Regions from separate parts of the Sus scrofa genome. Here regions 2 and 3 are each linked to region 1. A link is a contact called in public HiChIP or PLAC-seq data. All regions are on one chromosome and are shown on one strand. The core of a region is the stretch at or near the end of the contact, and the rest is flanking DNA. Distances in the headings are between cores, read along the strand shown. Region 1 has its middle 110 kb from the start of CDADC1. Region 2 has its middle 22 kb from the start of RCBTB2. Region 3 has its middle 55 kb from the start of CYSLTR2.

What was found. HiChIP or PLAC-seq counts read pairs in DNA pulled down with a chosen protein or histone mark.
Region 2: an H3K27ac HiChIP or PLAC-seq map of alveolar macrophages shows a contact between it and region 1. The contact joins two enhancer-like sites.
Region 3: a contact with region 1 is called in an H3K27ac HiChIP or PLAC-seq map of alveolar macrophages. The contact joins two enhancer-like sites. A contact is called at or near these places in 1 of 47 Hi-C or Micro-C datasets (embryonic fibroblasts) and 1 of 2 datasets of contacts at active chromatin or transcription factors (alveolar macrophages).

The regions. Positions count from the first base shown.
Region 1 is chr11:18,406,888-18,410,988 of Sscrofa11.1, reverse strand. No RefSeq gene overlaps it. Among named protein-coding and RNA genes, the nearest start is that of CDADC1, 110 kb to the left of the region's middle. Within about 2 kb of position 2,413, at least 15 of the 83 cell types and tissues checked have an H3K27ac peak or open chromatin away from gene starts, as enhancers often do. A contact at or near this core is called in alveolar macrophages, where this site is marked.
Region 2 is chr11:19,057,489-19,061,589 of Sscrofa11.1, reverse strand. No RefSeq gene overlaps it. Among named protein-coding and RNA genes, the nearest start is that of RCBTB2, 22 kb to the left of the region's middle. Within about 2 kb of position 1,864, at least 8 of the 83 cell types and tissues checked have an H3K27ac peak or open chromatin away from gene starts, as enhancers often do. A contact at or near this core is called in alveolar macrophages, where this site is marked.
Region 3 is chr11:18,954,184-18,958,284 of Sscrofa11.1, reverse strand. No RefSeq gene overlaps it. Among named protein-coding and RNA genes, the nearest start is that of CYSLTR2, 55 kb to the left of the region's middle. Within about 2 kb of position 1,879, at least 25 of the 83 cell types and tissues checked have an H3K27ac peak or open chromatin away from gene starts, as enhancers often do. A contact at or near this core is called in alveolar macrophages, where this site is marked.

The DNA.
Region 1 (4,101 bases), core at 1,164-3,663:
GCAATTTTTAAAAAAAAGTCAAATCCAGGCCTGTGCCCTTAATCCCTACACTGAGCCGTCCAGAGAGCTGGAGCGTCAACAAGTGATTAGATTAACGCTCCTTTGCATTTTCTCCCCAGCCTATGGCTATGGGAAAACACTCAGAAGGCTATGCAAGGCTATCAATAGTGGGTTAAGGATCTGGCATTGCTCACAGGTCACAGCAGCAGCAGCTCAGATTCAATCGCTGGCCCAGGAACTTTCATATGCTGTGGGTTCGGCCGAAAAATAAAAATAAAAAGTAAAACATTTTGGAGTCCCCATTGTGGCTCAGCAGGCTAAGAACCTGACATAATATCCATGGGGATGCAGATTCAATCCCTGGCCTTGCTGAGTGGGTTAAGGATCCAGAGTTGCCGTGAGCTGCGATATGGGTCTAGATACGGCTCCTATCCAGCGTTGCTTGGCTGTGGTGTAGGCCGGCAGCTGCAGCTTCGATTTGACCCCTAGCCTGGGAACTTCCGTATGCCACCGTGTGGCTGTAAAAAGAAAAAGAATCTAAAAAGTAAAACATTGTAACTACTAGGAAGTAAATTTGCCAGCCTCCCTCAGTAGGAGATGATACCTATAAAGGTCCACTTGGCAACAGGAAACATCTGTTCGGTTTCTGTCCAAAAGGCACTTGCGGGTTCATTGCTCAGAAAAGTGACTTGGGGAGTTCCCATCGTGGCACTGCGGAAACGAATCCGACTAGGAACCATGAGGTTGCGGGTTCAATCCCTGGCCTTGTTCAGCGGGTGAAGGATCCGGCGTTGGTGTAAGCTGAGGTGTAGGTCCTAGCCTTGGATCTGGCATTGCTGTGGCGGTGGTGTAGGCTGACAGCTACAGTTCTGATGCCTGGGAACCTCCATGTGCCGCAAGTGCGGCCCTAGAAAAGACAAAAAAAAAAAAAAAAAAGAAAGAAAAAGAAAAAAAAGTGACTTGGTATTGAGAACAGAGGGCGTGCAGAGCAAACAAAAGTCCATGTGAGGATAAGCATGTGGCTGGGGCTTACAAAAGCTTGTGGGCACAGGAATAAGGCAACTCTAAGTTCTGGGGTAAGTTTGCTTCAGAGCAACCTGGGTTTTCAGAGAATAAGGAAAGACTGTCGCACACAGAGGGAGCCAATTCCTCTCTTTTCCAAGCACTCTGGGCTCACCATGTTAGGCAATGATTAGTTTACCTGATTTCACTTGCCTCACTCTGAGCTCCTTTCCCAAAGTATATGTGCTTTATCTCAGCAGCACCAGCATCTACCAACCATGGTGCTCAATAAAGTTCAAATGCCAGTAAGTGTTTGGTAAGTAAGTGCATGATGGAAAACAAAATTATTTCTTGCTCATTTAAATACCACGAGAGGAGTTCCCTCCTGGCTCAGCAGGTTAAGGATCCTGCATTGTCACTTTTGCGGCGCAGGTTAGATCCCTGGCCCGGGAACTTGCACATGCCTTGGGTGTGGAAAAGCAAAGAAACAAACAAACAAAACCCACCAAGATAATCCTTTTTACAGTTGTCATTACTTTAAACTTCTGGCTCACAGATACCTTTTAGCAGAGGTGTAACGAAACCCAAGTTCCTGTGCCTGAAGTACTGTGAAGTCAAACAATAATGAAAAGTAGGCTTTTGGAGCAGAGAAAGGTTTACTGCAGGGCGAGGAGATGCAAGGAGATGGGTGGCTCATGCTTAAGAGCCTGGAACTCACCAAGGGTTTCAAAAGAGCGTTGTCAAGACCAGGTGAGTGAGGGGGTTGCGGGATTTGTGATTAGCTCAGTGGAGGCGGTTAGTTTTTCTGGGCCGGGTAATTTCAAAGGCTGATGAGTGAAAGGATTACTCCAGCCTTCCTGGGAAAGGGGCAGAGACTTCCAGGAAGTGGGCCACCGCCCACTTTTTGGCCTTTTTGGGTCAGTCTCAGAAAGGTCATGGTTCCTGCAAGCGAGCTGTTTAGCATATGCTAATGTATTATAATGACTGTATAATAAAGCTCAAAGTCTCCAGGAAGCCAACTCTTCTGCTGTCTTGGGCCTTGTCGGTTCTAACCGGTTTTGTGGTATCCTGTTCTTAATGTCTGCGTCATTCTTTTCATGGTTGTGCCCTGTCCGCTTCCTTCCTGTCTCATTGTTACATCTCATTTTTCTTTAATTTAAAAATACCTCTCTAGGCTGCATGAAAGGTTTAGAAAAGGAAGCCCTGCCTGACCTGCAGAACAGACCCCAAATCTGCCAGTATCTACAGTTCCTTCTGTATTCCTCTCCCAGTACTCCTGGATTCCCAGGAAGGTTAGGAATCACTAGTGTGAGGTTTGCAAAGTCAAGGTTGATTCCTTTCACAACTAAAGAAAGGATAAACTAAACATGAAACATCTGCTAACACGCTCTGTGACCTTGAACAACGGCTCGCCCCTCTCTGGGTCTCAGTGTTCTCAGATCCAGAAGGCCCTTATTCTAACACGCAGCCCAAAACTGTCTGACCAGACATACACCAAGTCCTACTGCCCCGACCCCAAACCACCTGGAGATGTTACATTAGCCTCCCAACAAACCTATAAAGTAGGGTTTCCAGGAGACAACAGGATGTTCAGTTAAATTAGAATTTCAGATTACCAGTGAATAATTTTTTAGTATAGGTGAGTTGCACGCAATATCTGGGAATCCTGTTTTTTTTTTTTTTTTTTTTTTTTTGCCTTTTTGTCTTTTTAGGGCTGCACCTGTGGTATATGGAGGTTCCCAGGCTAGGGATCCAATCAGAGCTGCAGCTGCTGGCCTACCTACCCCACAGCCACAGCCACACCAGATCCTCGCTGTGTCTGCAACGTACACCACAGCTCACAGCCACACCGGATCCTTAACCCACTGAGCGAGGCCAGGGATTGAACCCGCAACCTCATGGTTCCAAGTCAGATTTGTTTCCGCTGGGCCACGATGGGAACTCCAGAATCCTGTATTTTCATTTGGGAAATCTGGCAACTGTTCTACAGGGTTTTTGTAAAAGCCTTATTAGCTCTATTAACCCTATATTAGAGATGAAGCAACTTACTTCTGGTCACATAGCCCGGGTTTGAACCTAGGCTGGAGTAGGACCCCTGAAGCCTGCCCATAATCACTAGACACATCCTGCGCCTGCTGTCTGTGAATAACCCAGCACGTGGAGCTGAGGTCTCCCCATTGAGGCTTGTGTATTGGCTTTGTCATAATAAGGAGGTGATTTCCTTGCTTTTTGCTGTGATCCAAGAAAAGTAAATCTTCCCCAATTCTGAAAATCTGTTCTTCGCAGAAAAAGCAGGAAACTGTCCTTGGTTCTTGTTCTCTGGCACCAACAGGGTCACCACATGCTCTTCTGAAACGGGTTTGCCAACGTGCATCCCAGGCAATGCTAGTCTGACAAGTTGTTAACAGGTGTTGTTTGTTTAAAAAAAAATGGGTTTCAATAGTCAAATTAGCTTTTGGAAGAAAACGTGGATTGTGTTTAAGTTCTCTTAGGTGCAGGACTTTTCAGAGTCTTTAACATTCTAATGTGTACTGTGGCTTCTAAGGAAAGGATCCAGTAAATTATGGTTCCTAAATTTTGATGACAGAATTCATCTAATTTTTTTCCAAATGTCCCACAGAAAATCATTAGAGGATTGCTATTTTTAAAGTTATAGAGAGAATAATCAGTAGGGTGAATTCCAATGTACCCACCAACCAGCTTCAATAATTATCACTCACGGTCAATCTTATTTCATTTTATGTGCCCATGCGCTCCTAAAGGAAATTTTTAGAAGTAATCCCATACATCATTATTCCATCCCTAAATAGGGAAAGGCCATGTGAAAACATTCTCTCTCCCCTAAGCAGGGGGAAAAAGCACAAGTTCAGGTGGTCTCAGACAGAGAGAAAAATTCCTTCTCATTCCACTTGGGTTTTACAAAGAGAGATATTAAGTCACAAGGTAGGAGTCTTGCCATTCTTCAAATATAGAAGTTCCTTTTTTTTTTTTGGCTGTGCCCACGGCGTGCTGAAGGCAGTCCAGGGCCAGAGATTGAATCTGCACCACAGGAGTGACCATGCTGGATCCTTAACCACTAGGCCACCGGGAAACTCTAAG
Region 2 (4,101 bases), core at 615-3,114, 650 kb before region 1:
CCTCTGCTTATCTAAAGTGTAAATCTTCATTCGTTTTCACTTTTATTTTTGGCTGCACCTATGGCATAAATAGGTGGTCTAATGAATTCAATCATTTGATTTTTGTTAATTTGTGTAAGAAAGATCCTTTCCTATCCTCTTCTGGAAATATTTTAAGACGTGCATTAATTTGTCTAAATATGATAATAATTAAATTGGATTTATTTTAAGAACTTGGGTGAATTTCAGACTCCCTTTGAGACTGTAAGGGAAACCATGAATATCTGAGGGGAAGGGGAAGTAAAAATCAAAACACGAAGCTAAAGCTCTGTGTCTGGTCATCTCTTTGATACTTGTATTCTTCCCGCCCCCACTTTTGGCTGCCCTGAGGCATGTGGAGTTCACGGGCCAGGGATCAGATCCAAGCCACAGTCATGTTCTAAGCTGCAGCTGCAGCAGCACTGCATCCCTACCCACTGTGCTGGGCTGGGGATTCGAACCTGTGACCCAATGCTCCCAAAACGCTACTGATCCCACTGTACCACAGTGGGAACTCTGATATTGTATTCTTTTTTCCTTTTTTGGTCTTTAGGTCTGAACCTGCAGCACATGGAGTTTCCCAGGCTAGGGGTCCAATCAGAGCTGTAGCTGCCGGCCTACATCACAGCCACAGCAACACGGGATCCAAACTGTGTCTGTGACCTACATGCCAGCTCACAGCAATGCCGGATCCTTAACCCACTGAGCAAGGCCAGGGATTGAACCTCTGTCCTCATGGATGCTAGTCAGATTCATTTCCACTGAGCCACGAGAGGAATGCCCCAATGTGGTATTCTTTAGAACTCTTTCTGAGACATACAATTCCTCTGGGGAAGGGGTGTATGGGGCTGACATTTTTTTCCTTTTCAGCTAGTTTGTCACAAGCTTCAAAACCATTATCATCCCAAGGGTCACCAAGCCTCCTGAGATCTGAGTCACCAAGGAAGTGCCTGGAGGATGGGCTCCTGGACTCCTGGGCAAGTGGGGAGCATGTGTTATCCTGGGCAGAGCCTGGCCCAGCTGCTCCTGAGGCTTAGGATATAGGTTTTAATCTCGAAAGTTCCCTCCTGAGAGCCTTAGATGCTGTCACTCTGGCAGCTCTGGGGCTGATCCTCTGGAACACACATTGGGGGTGAAGAGAGGCAAGTAAGAATCCTGTGGACCGTGGATGATAGTGTCTTCTGCTCCCTCCTTCCTCTCACCCTCTTGACTTGGAGAACCCCCTCGCAACAGCTCCATGTGAAGGTGGGCTAGGGCTGAGTTTTCCAGCTAACAGTAAACTGGAGGGAGCTTTCCAATAACTTTTCAGCTCACCGGTTTCTTGGTCACTTTCTTCAGTACCAGGATGACAGCATTGTTAGACAGCACCTGTGTGTAATAAACACTGCCTTTCTTTTCCTTGGGTCTTAGTCTGTTCTGGCTGCTGTAACAAAAATACCCAGACTGCATGGCTTACACAACAGAATTGTGTTTTTCACAGCTCTGAAAGCTGGGACGTTCAAGACCAAAGTACCGGTAAATTCAGTGTCTGGCGAGGGCTTGCTTCCTGGTTCATAGACGGTTGTCGTCTTGCTGTGTCCTCACGTGGTAGGAGGGGTGAGGAAGCTCTCTGGGGTCTCTTTCACAAGGGCACTAAGCTCGTTCAGGAAGACTCTCCTCTCATGACCATGCAAGAAAAACACCATCTCCCAAAAGCCCCACTTCTTAAATCCATCACAATGAAGGTTAGAATTTCAACAGAGGAATGTTTGGAGGACATAAATATTCAGCCCATTGCATTTGGTGTTATCATCTGGAAATAGGAAGCCAGTGGTTTAGTCTGGAATAAGCCAGTGCCTGAGTAAGTCAGCTTACCAGTGGGTCAGGCTCATAACCAGCCTACATGAAATGAAGAAGTAGGGCACAGCCAAGGCCATGATATCCCGCAGGGTGGACACTTGTCTCTATTAACCATAGACTGAGTATGTCTGTATTAATTTGGCCAACTGCCCAGCCCTTGCCATTCACGTCTCAGTCTGATTTCCCTTTATGGAAGGACCCACGCTAGTGTGTAATACACATGGTAAACTCAGCGAGAGCTGCAGGCTGTTTTGTATGCTCAGGCAGATGTCACATGAACATGGGCATTTAATCAGTAACTCTGCCTTTGGTGGGGGGTGATGACAGATTCTTTCCTGGCAGGATATACAGTTCCTGATAGAGTAAGCCTTCTATTTTTTCAGTTAATTGTGTGTTTAAATATATTTATATCTAACATTCTATACATAGCACACACCCATATATATATACACAGACAGACAGACACAGGCATACATGTAAGTACTTTGAGATGCTCCCAATTTTAGAAGACACAAGAGGGCTGGTAGTAGAAAGCAATCTTGTGGTTTTTATTGTTGTAGATGATATTGTAACTTTCAGTCCCTTGAACATAGCAGGTCCCTTGACACTGACATTCTGTTTGGGCCGAGCCCAGGTGCAGGCAAAGTGGGCAGAAGGGCTGAGTGGCACCTGTGGTGCTCCTTTCACACCTGCCCAGCTGTCTCAGCCACAGACCCCACCCTCTGGAAAAGCCACTTCCCACCCCTGTCCCTAATGCTGGAATTCCTTCTACCAGGAGCAAACCGTTCTATTTCAGTTCCAATTAAACAAGTATTCAAAGGCCCTAGTGGAGACAACCAACACAAGTTCAAACTTGCCTGAAGGCAGTTTTTATATCCAAAAACAAAAGTGTAGCCACTTACTGGGGATGGGAGGGGGGCATCACAGGGAGAGCACACATTGTTTGAAACAGGAATTGGGATTTTCAAAGTCAAAAACCATTAGTTCATGCTTTTTCTTTTAACCTCATCTTCCTTCTCTGACGCAACTCTGAAAAAGCGTTCAGTGCCTGACACAGCCAGGGTCAATGGGAGCTGTGCATTATTTTCCTACATATTTCACCTGTGCTTTAAGTGTAACCATTTATTCAAGACCAGCCAATAATTAACTGGCTATAAGGAAATCACATGATTTTCTTAGTGAAATGGCATCAGAAAATAATTTCCTGGAATCACTGACAACTGTAAACAGCTATAGCCACGTTCAGGCCATTGCGTGTCAGCCAGTGCCAAGGTCCTTTTTAATTACAGACGGTGCCTGCCCTTTCTGGGCACTGCTAGCTCAAGCCATCTGAGTGAGGTGGGCTTTTAGGGACATGGGTGAGCCTTGCCTGGGAGTCTTGTGACACCCAGTTGTCTTGCATGTTTAACCAAAAGCTTTCCTGGAGCTGGAAGTAGCATGACTGTCCAACCATCAAACATTTATTTGAGCACTCAGTACTGGGCACTGTCAGGCTCTGGAAATCAAAAAATTGGCCAAAATAAATAAATGAATAAAAAAGGCAAAAAAAAATTAAAATAAAACTATTGTTTCAACTCTGGAGAAATGTGCCTTTTCACACAGGGATTTTGGTTTTGATCAAACAGCTACTCCCTACTCAAGTCCACAAATGCTAAAGCTCATTATTCTAATGGAAATTGTCTGAAGGCAAACCAGGAAATGGCCTAGAAAGAACGGGTGCGCGCGCATCCTTTTCAGCCTGTTAACGTTTTGCCAATGCTGCCCCCTGCAGGTCAAAGGTAGAACCTCAGCTCAGCAGTTTGTACCAACTCCCCCACACCCACTAGTGATAAAGAAGTGGAAGGTCCAGGGATCCCCAGACTTCGCTCGTAACCTCCTGCAGATAGTTTCGAACAATCATTCCCCCCTCACATTTTAAAGCTGACATCTGGATTTGTATCATCAATTTCACGTGTAAAGGATGAACTTTCCCACACATTTTCTGTGTTTTACCTAATTGCAGATCAAGCTCACCCAGTTTATGAAAAACGCTCTCCGTATCTCTTTAGGGGCAAAGTCAGCCCTCACTGCCAAAGTAGCTGACAAGTCAGAATCGATTTCTGACAGGAAAGAAAAAACGTTTACTTGACTATTATACATTTAGGAAATTTTTTTTTGGTAGCACTCTTATCTCAGACTGAGGCTGGGCTGCACGGGTGACTATGGCACTGCCTCATCAGGACTTCCTTCCAGAAAACTCCCTTT
Region 3 (4,101 bases), core at 630-3,129, 550 kb before region 1:
GGCCTGGATGGGGAGATCTGGTTAAGAGACATGAAAAATGGAGAAGAAAATGGGGCTGGGATTCAGCAGGCTATAGAACAATTATTTCAACCTGAATTAAGGGTTCAGTCTGGAAAGTCTAACAAGAAGATCCAAAGTGTCACCAAAGTTCAGGTGAAGTGACCCTGGCAACAGCCCAATCACTGCATGAAGCCAAATCTGGTTGACTACACATGTTGTGTACCTGTAAACTACCTTCTTCATGGTTTACCCATAATTCGGTCAAGTGGCTTTGCCCAAAAAGCAGCCGACTAACAGAGTTGTGCTGAAGACCCCTGGGCGGGGGGAGTACCAGGGAGAAATGGCAGCAAAGGTGCCTTCCCATGGTCTTACCCTTCAGAGAAGAGCCTGTGGTTCCTCCTCACCACCCATGGAAGGTACTAGAAGCACACGACCACGAGCACTCTCTTCTTCCATTCTATCCCAGTGGTTTCCTTCTCTGTAGTTATGTTTAATAGGAAAACAAGATTCATCCTCCCTATCTTCGGCTTTGAGATTGCACCAGGGTGTAACGTGGGGCGCTGTGCTGTCTTGACCACACAGCGTGGGCCTGTCCACCAGCTCCGCTGTGGCTGAACCTGGACCTTTCTAACAGCATCCTTATCAGGCTTCTCAGAGCTTCTGGTGAGGCCCAGGACAGCAGTCACACATCCACTTCAGGCCACAAGGGGGAAGAAAAGACTTTCCTCTTACCTCTCTCTCAGAGCTTTTCCTTTGCAAAGCAGTGTTCTTTCCAGAATGAGGTTGCCAGCATCCTGCCAAACACAGAAGACAAAAGTTAGCACCCCAATGAGCCAACTCCTTGGTTCCTCACTGAAACTCTCCAATTATGTGAGTGTTTTCCTAGCAGGCACCTGAGATCTCTAGTCATTTGTATTTGCTACTTATTCTGCCTGAAATATCCTTCTCTAATTCTCTCCTTCCTTGGGCCTGCCTAATTCCCATTCCTCCAAAAGGAATTACCCTGGTCACCTCCTCCAGGAAGTCTATCCTGACTGCCCCCATGCTACACCAAAAACTACTCATATACATGGCCCCCCCCAGCACCCTGTGCACACCTCACTATAGCATTTATCAAGCTATATTGCATTTTCTTTTTTTTTTTTCCTCCCATCAGACTATAAGCTCCACAAGGGAAGGGTCCATGTCTGGATCATAGCTGACAACGAGTGTTCAGGAAAGTACACATTTTGGGCCTTGATAAATATTTGCAGGATAAGCTGATGCTGGTGGCCAGCAGGTGCAGAGATGTGAAGGCAGCATTCAGATCAAGAACAAGGTCAAGAATGGTCAAGAACACAGCTATTGTGTCAGACAGGCCTGGGTTAGAATCCCAGTCCTGCCACTTACTAAGTGGAATTAGACCTCCCTCAACCTTAATTCTCTCCTTTAGAAAATAACAACCACAACAATGACACTAAATAATGGGTTTTAGCTTCATTTTTATGACTCTGTCTGCCTCAGGATTGAATAAGGATTAAGTGAGATGTTCTTAGCGCTCACAGTGGAACTCTGCACATTCTAAAGGCTGGATAAACATCAGCAAGACACCCTTCCCTCCCCGAATGCCAGCCTAGTCCTTCCTCTGCTAGGGCGGGTTTCAAAGAGAAAAATCATATTTGAAAGAAAACAAAATCCTGAAATTCATAATTGAAGAAAACAAAATTGGATTGCTTTTCAAAGACAGCCTCCAATCGGCCAGAAGCCGATTAGTCATCTTTTACCAAGATGAGTAAATATCTCTTGCGCTGTCATCCGGAATGACTCACAGCAGCAGCGGGTCTCATTTCCAAGGGTGCGTGTACAGTGCTTCTCAAAAGCATTTTTTTTTTTTTTTTAAACTCACAAAACTCACCATTAGGTGGCAGCCTAGCCAGAGACCCTCAGAGAGAAGAGTGGCCTCACCCTTAGGGAGTCTGCAGAGGCCGCAGTGCTTGAAGTAAATCTCTGACTCATCCAGGGAGTGTTAGCCCAGAAAATGACAAGGGTTTATTTCAACAGGGTGTAAAATATAACGTCTCTGGGCCCCAAACTGGTACAGTAGACATGGGAAGCCTGAGTATGATCTCCCCGGAAATAAAAAATTCAGGCAGTTGACAAAAGAAGACACAAGAGCTTATAAACTATTTTAGACACATGCTATAAATTCGATCCCAAGATAATGGAGTGATACTGCAAGCAGCCTCATCTAGTTGTGTGTCTCCTGGGCTTAAAAGCCTACAGTGACCTCATCAGGGTTTCTCAACCAGTGGTGGGGTGGAGGCAGGCATCAGGATCTCCAGGGGAGAATTCCTGGTTTGAGAAAGAATATCCAATATGTCTACTCTTTTCATAATACAAACGCAGGAAACAGAGCTCGATGGGATCTATTTAGTGGCTATAAGCAGAAGAAAGAGTGAATAAGCATTGAAAGGACACGGAATTTTTAAAGAGATATCAGAAACATGGACACATATTAACTATAATGATAATGAAATGTATTAAGTATTTAATATGCACAGTGCTATCTGCCTTACATGCTTTCTTTTGTTTAGTCCTTACAACCACCCCAATTATTATTATTATTTTTTGTCTTTTTAGGGCAACACCCGTGGCACATGGAGTTCCCAGGCTAGGGGTTGAATTGGAGCTGCAGCTGCTGGCCTAGGCTACAGCCACAGCAACGTGGGATCCGAGCCGCATCTGTGGCCTACACCACAGCTCAAGGCAATGCGGGATCTTTAGTCCACTGAGTGAGGCCAGGGATGAACCTGCATCTTCATGGATACTAGTCAGGTTCCTTACTGCTGAGCCATGATGGGAATGCCACAACCACCCAATTCTTAGTATTCCCACTTGACAAACAAGAGAATGAAAGCTCAGAGAGGTTACATCATTTGCCTCCAGGCACACAGCTAGAATCCTGCTTGTGTGTTGTGGAGTCAGACTGTGACGATTTGAATGCTCTGGATTCTAGCTGGGTGCCTGGAGACAAATTATGTAAGCTGACTCCACGGCACACAAGCAGTCTGAAGTGGCTGGCAGGACTTTTGAATGTTCTGGAAGGTCTTTCCAGTCTCCACTCCTCCCAGGTACACCCAGAATTCTTGGTGAGCAAACTGCCTTGCCGGACATTCCAGGAGCTGAGGTGTCCCCTGAGGTTACAAAGAAGGGGGAGAGGCTAAAGGACAAACAGTTCCATCAGACAGGTACTGGCTGCTGGGCATCGCAGCTGGGTACAAACCGAGGCATTCACTGTTCCAAGATGGAAGCCTCCACCTTGAGAAATCTCCAGCCCAAACAGGCTTCAGCTCGTGGTTGTTAAAATGCAGTACTGCTTGCCTTGAAGGCTTTGGGAATCCCTCTTGTCACCCTTCTCATTCCAAGGGCGGGCTGCAGCTCACCATGTTCTTCCTCACACCCAGGCTTTGCATCCACCCTCCTGGCCACTTATCTTCAGCTCAGATGTTGCTTTGTCTACAGAAGCCCCAAGGCCACCATCAGTGTTCCATGTGCTCTCTTCTCTGCTCCCAGGGGATGTGTCACAGCTGGCACTGGAACCTGTACTGCGTTTTGCCATGTCCGCCTCCCACACTGGACGATGTGGTCCCATAGGGACCAACCAGCTCTTGTTCATCCCTGGCTGCTCAGTCCAGCCTGGTATCTGGCACAAAAGAGACACTCACTTTTCTAAATGTTTACCAAATGAATGCCATTTTAAATATCCTGTTTGTTCTCAGGATGAAGAGTGGACCGCCTTAAGCCATATAACTGGTCCATATTTAAAAGCAGAAGTGGGCTCTGTGCAATCCAGTTTTTGGCTCCCAGTCTCAGCTATGTTTCAAGACAGGACACAGCCCTGGGACGCACTGCGGTTGGCTGAGGCTGTTAAAAGGACTCTGGAACATTCCCCCACAGGGCTTCTTCAGTGCCTGTGGGTGCCTGACTGGAGATCCCGTTTGTAGCAAGGAGTCGGGGGCACCCCCTCTGACCCCATCTTGATGCTCCTTCTGGTTCTCAGTGAGAGCTGGGGAGTCTTCCTGGTAGAAACCCAGCTGTCAGCAGGTTTGTTTTGTTTGCAAT